Regions from separate parts of the Mus musculus genome. Here region 2 is linked to region 1. The links are chromatin contacts, called in public HiChIP or PLAC-seq maps. All regions are on one chromosome and are shown on one strand. Each heading gives the region's core, a stretch centred on a gene start, on an enhancer-like site or on the middle of the called end of the contact. The rest is flanking DNA. Distances are from core to core; before and after follow the strand shown.

Evidence for each region. HiChIP or PLAC-seq counts read pairs in DNA pulled down with a chosen protein or histone mark.
Region 2: a contact with region 1 is called in an H3K27ac HiChIP or PLAC-seq map of the HPC-7 cell line, with 6 times the contacts expected there. The contact joins the promoter of Snrnp27 here to the enhancer-like site in region 1. A contact is called at or near these places in 22 of 39 promoter capture datasets (the 3T3-L1 cell line, 3T3-L1-derived adipocytes, the C10 cell line and 15 more), 1 of 15 datasets of contacts at CTCF or cohesin (large pre-B cells), 47 of 484 Hi-C or Micro-C datasets (the 4T1 cell line, B cells, the BV-2 cell line and 25 more), 24 of 115 datasets of contacts at active chromatin or transcription factors (the 230-238 cell line, CD8 T cells, the HPC-7 cell line and 18 more) and 3 of 9 other capture datasets (adipose tissue, liver and pancreatic islet).

The regions. Positions count from the first base shown.
Region 1 is chr6:86,569,701-86,572,263 of GRCm38.p6, reverse strand. No RefSeq gene overlaps it. Among named protein-coding and RNA genes, the nearest start is that of Gm46963, 33 kb to the left of the region's middle. Within about 2 kb of position 1,288, at least 174 of the 459 cell types and tissues checked have an H3K27ac peak or open chromatin away from gene starts, as enhancers often do. A contact at or near this core is called in the 230-238 cell line, the 4T1 cell line, the C2C12 cell line and 17 more, where this site is marked.
Region 2 is chr6:86,683,206-86,685,768 of GRCm38.p6, reverse strand. Snrnp27 (small nuclear ribonucleoprotein 27 (U4/U6.U5)) reads left to right here and starts at 1,278. Exons shown (of 6, transcript NM_025665.2): 1 at 1,278-1,322. The coding sequence starts at 1,289.

The sequences.
Region 1 (2,563 bases), core at 39-2,538:
TTCTTTCTTTCTTCCTCTTTCTTTCTCTCTCTCTCTCTTTCTTTCTTTTCTTTCTTTCATATTATTTATTTTATGTATATGAGTACACTATAGCTGTCTTCAGACACACCAGAAGAGGGCATCAGATCCCATTAGAGATGGTTGTGAGCCACCATGTGGTTGTTGGGAATTGAAATCAAGACATCTGGAAGAGCAGTCAGTGCTCTTAACTGCTGAGCCACCTCTCCAGCCCTCAGCTTGCTCTCTTATAGAGCCCAGGACTACCAGCCCAGGGATGGCACCATCCACATTGGGCCCTCCCCCCTTGATCACTAATTGAGAAAATGCCTTACAGCTGGATCTCATGGAGGCATTTCCTCGAGGGAGGCTCCTTACTTGTGATAACTCCAGCTTGTGTCAGGTTGACACACAAAACCAGCCAGTACAGGCGTGGAAAGCTAGCATAAAATTCAAGACAAGAACTCAGTGAAGCTATAAGCCTTCCTCAAAAAAGCAGACAGACCAACATGACATCCGGTTAGCCCCCAGAGCAACAGGCAGTTCAATATGGCCAGCAGAGCAGGCAGGACTTTCTCTCCACTGAAGTCTGGCCACAGCTCCTGAAGAGGAACTCACAACTGGGCCAGAGTCTGAGAACGAGAGGTGGATGGTGGACAGGGCCTGGCACTGTCAAAGGCACAGTAAAGGCAAGATGGAGGAAGGCAGAGACAGGTGGGCAACTGTCATTTAGGGCACAGAAAGCATGCCAGGGGTCCCTACCTCTTGGGGATACTAGCCCTTCAATCAGCAGCAGACACAGCTGCCATTACAGTCTGCATATGAGGTTAAGGGTGTTGAAAGGATAGTCTTCTAGAAACTTTCAGAGTCCTACTACTCTATTAAAAGTGTTGTCAAACTTGGGGTAGGGGGGGAGAGTGGAGGAGCAGGGGTTAGAATGTTAGAGCTTACAAGGCCTGAGTGAAGCCAAAGTGGATCCGAAGGAAAATACTATCAGCAGGGAGCTGAGACCTGAGCTGGTCCTGGCAAGATTCCAGGGAAGGACAACTGGGAGAATCCAAACCCTTGAGGCAGTTTGAGCACCAGAAAACCTCTCTCTGGAGGAGGACAGCTGAAGTCTGGTCTGACCCTGTTCTAGACGCTCCAGGTACAGCCCAAGGGGCTGTGTGTCAGGTGCCCGATTGCTTCTCACGTGCCTAGTCTGTTTCCTGCAAAGCCCCCACTCAGCACTGGGAAAGTCTGTGACCAGCAGCATGAAGGAAGTGCCCCGCCCGCCCCATGCTGTCACCGGAGGCCTCTTTTACGCCATCACTGTGCATCATTTCTAGGAAGCCGAGCCTCCCCTTCCTGAGATCTGGGACATTCTGAGGACATCACAACAAACCACAGACCCACGGGTTTTGCACTCCTGGGTTGTAGTCTGGCCATCAGTCTCCTCCAGACGCCTGAGTCCCAGCACCCTGCGGAACCCTCCCTGCCCATCACTCACTTAGCACTGAATCCCAGTACCCTGCAGAACCCTCCCTACCCATCACTCACTCAGCACTGAGTCCCAGCACTCACTCAGCACTGAGTCCCAGTACCCTGCAGAACCCTCCCTGCCCATCACTCACTCAGCACTGAGTCCCAGCACTCACTCAGCACTGAGTCCCAGTAGCCTGCAGAACCCTCCCTGCCCAGCACTCACTCAGCAGTCCTCAGGGCTGCCCTTCTACAGGCAGAACTGAAAAAAACTGAATCCTCCCTTTAGGACCCAGCTGCCTTTACCTCAGACTCACTGGAGTTTCTCCTGCCTCTACAACTAAGGCGCAGCATCTTCCCTGTCACCCATCCCTTCCACAGGCTAGTTCTGTGAAATCAATGTCACACATTCCAGAGGTTTCCTGATCAAATCCCTTTCTGGAGTGTGTGCTCCTTCTGTCAGTCTCTGTCTCTCTCTTCTCACTCTCATTCATTCATTCCTCTGTCTCTCTCTCTCCCTCTCTCTCTCTCTTCCTCCCTCTTTCCTTCTTTCCTTCCTCCCTCCCTCCCTCCCTCCCTCCCTGCCTGCCTGCCCTTCCACTCTCCCTCTCTTGTTCCCCTTCCTTTCCTCTCCCCTATACAGGGCTGGGCATTAGACACTGAACTCGAGGCTTGGACCATGCTAAGCTTGTGTCCTTTCACTAAGATACATTCTCAGCCTTCACTTTCAGTTGAGTACCAAAGATTTAAACCAAGAGCTAGGCCTGAAGACACAGACCTGTAATTCTAGCTACTTGGAAGGCTAAGGAAGGAGGAACACAAGTTCAAGGCCAGCCTGGGCAACTTTATGGGACTCTGTATTAAAAGTAAAAAGAGGACCCTAATACTCTCCCCCATCCCACACAGGCAGGTACACACACACACACACACACACACACACACACACACACACGCATGCACGCATGCATACACACAATTAAAACAAGAGCTTTCAGCTGTGAAATTCCACACACTAGCAAAAGGCCAGGGAAAGACCTCAGAAACAGGACATTCTTGGTCCCTCTCAAGTCACACCAGTCCTCTTTTTTTTTTTTTTCCTATCACC
Region 2 (2,563 bases), core at 29-2,528, 110 kb before region 1:
TTGCACTGTGGACAGTGACTTCAGCTGTCCATAGTGGTTATCCAAGATTATCCCTAAAACTTCCTTATAAGTGACAGGAGATTCCCAGTGCTCTCCTACGGCTTGACACATAATCTCAAAAATATGGAAGTCAGGCCGCATGGTGGAAATTCTAGTTTAGTTGGGATCAGGTATAAAAGAGGCTGTACAAAAGTCTATTTATTTACCTTTTTTTTTTTTTCCTTAACATGATGACTAGTGGACCAAGTGTTTTCAAACTAAAACTAGCCTCTTCTGCCTCTTCCTAAGTTTTTGTTCTAGAAGCCTGTCCTCAGCTGTTGCCCGTCAAAGGCTGGCAAGAGCACTGGTTCCATCAGTAGAGGCTGCAGCCTTTCCCACTCGCTGTATACATGTTTTACTGCAAGAAGCCGCGTTCTTGTGTGTGTGCGCGAGCGCGCGGCTCATAAAGCCTTTCATTTTGAAGGTTACGGCAACATTTGGGAGGTTCCCTTCGGGAGTAGGATGGAGCCTTTTACTTACAAAAAACAGTAGTTGGGGCTGAAGAGATGGGAGAATGCAGTGGGTTTGCTGCTCACTTTCTCAGTGCCTACTGTCAGGTTCTCAATGGCCAGTTGCATGGAATACAAGGGACACCCACATACATACAAAAATAAAACGAACTCTCTCAAACCGCCATAGTAGTTTAGGGTGCAATCCCAGTGCTGTCACTTGCGCCAACATAAAGCTGACTTAAGAATTAAATGCAAAAGTCAAAAACAGCTCATGCCGATTAGAATTCGTGTGGCCTGACGTTGTAAGACACTCTTTCAATCCCAGCACTTGGGAGGCAGAAGTAGGCTGATCTCTGAGTTCGAGGCCAGCCTGGTCTACAGAGTTCCAGGACAGCCAGAGCTACACAGAGAAACCCTGTCTCGAAAAACCACAACAAGAAAGGATTGGTGTGATGTATTTTATACGTGTAGAGGAACGCTGGGAAAACAAGAGAGAACTGTGCTGGGTGGAGCGATACACAGGTGAGTTCTCCAGCAGGACAAAGGGGTAAATCGCGACAAGATTTAAAAAGAAATCTCAACTTGAAGAAGCGGAATTAGCGCCCAGTTCTTCCAGGAACTTCAGGCCCTGGGGCGACTTCCAGGGCAAGACTTAAGTCATCTGTTTGCTGGAGCCGCCGGAACCCTCGCCACGCGCTCTGCTAGTTTCCAGCCGGCCTGCAAAAATCAACTTCCAGCTGCTCCGGAAGTTGTGGGGTTGTTTCCGGGGCGGTCGGAGGAGGAGGAGGAGGACTCCGATGGGTCGAAGTCGTAGCCGCTCCCCGCGTAGGGGTGAGTCCAGAAAGTCTCACGGCTAGGGACGGTGTCAGGTGCTACCCACGACCTTAACCTCGAAGGCCCGGGAGAGTGCGGGACGGGGCGAGGCCGGGACCTGCTCTCCTCAGCCCTGCCCTGAACTAGAGTTCCACAGTCCCTTCGCTTAGCTCCTGGGGGACCGTGCATACATCATAAGTCAGCCTGCCTTTCTCTGTCCAGTCCCCGTAACCATCGTAGGTAACTTTACCGTGAAGGATTGGTGTGAGAATTAACGTCACCCTCCATAACATTCAACCTGCCTTGGCTCACAGATGCTTTCTAAATGTCGGTGCCCTGCCTGGGTCTTTAGTTGGAAGTGTTTAGAATTTGAGACCGCATATCCTAATGTCTTCTGTACATAAGACAGAGAGCATAGGACTGAGGCCGTGTAAGGTGGGACTTTGGGGAAACTCAGAGGATATCTGTATCCTCAGCCATGTTAAGGGATTAGAATTAGTCTCTAGTTGTTTAGAACAAGGCTCACCTTCAACTAATACTCAATTATCTTACTAGGCAACCAGGGCCTCAAGCAAATTGAGCCTTCGAAGTGCAGTAAATGTCCAATAGATTGGTTTTCCTTTGGGAAATACCTATTGTGTAGCATTATGCCTTACTTTGGCCAGTTTACTAATTAGTACAAGACATGGTAGAGCAAACAAGGGGGCGGGGATAGCCTCATACACAGCCATGCTTTCAGAAAACACAGAACTTTGTTTTAAAAATACGATTCTGACTGAAAAGATAATCTAATTGGATATTAGGCTATTGTATAAACGGTCGAAATATGGGTGATTTTAAAATACACCACATTGTTTGACTTTAAAGTAATTTAAGTGATGTTATGTGTTGAAATGTTAGTAGGGGTGTGTGTGTGTGAGAGAGAGAGAGAGAGATCAAGAGAACTGAACTTAGTGCCTCACAGATGCATGGCAAACAGGGCCTTACCATAACAGGGGTTGGTCTTGAATGATTGCTTTTTCTGCCTCCACTTCCCCAGTCCTGGTGTTACAGGTGTGTGCCACTATGCACAAGAATTACTTCTTGGTTTGTTTGTTTGTTTGTTTAGGTTTTTCAAGACAGGGTTTCTCTGTGTAGCCCTGGCTGTCCTGGAGCTCACTCTGTAGATCAGGCTGGCCTTGAATTCAGAAATCCTCCTGCCTCTGCCTCCCAAGTGCTGGGATTAAAGGCGTGTGCCACCGCTGCCCAGCATTTGTTTT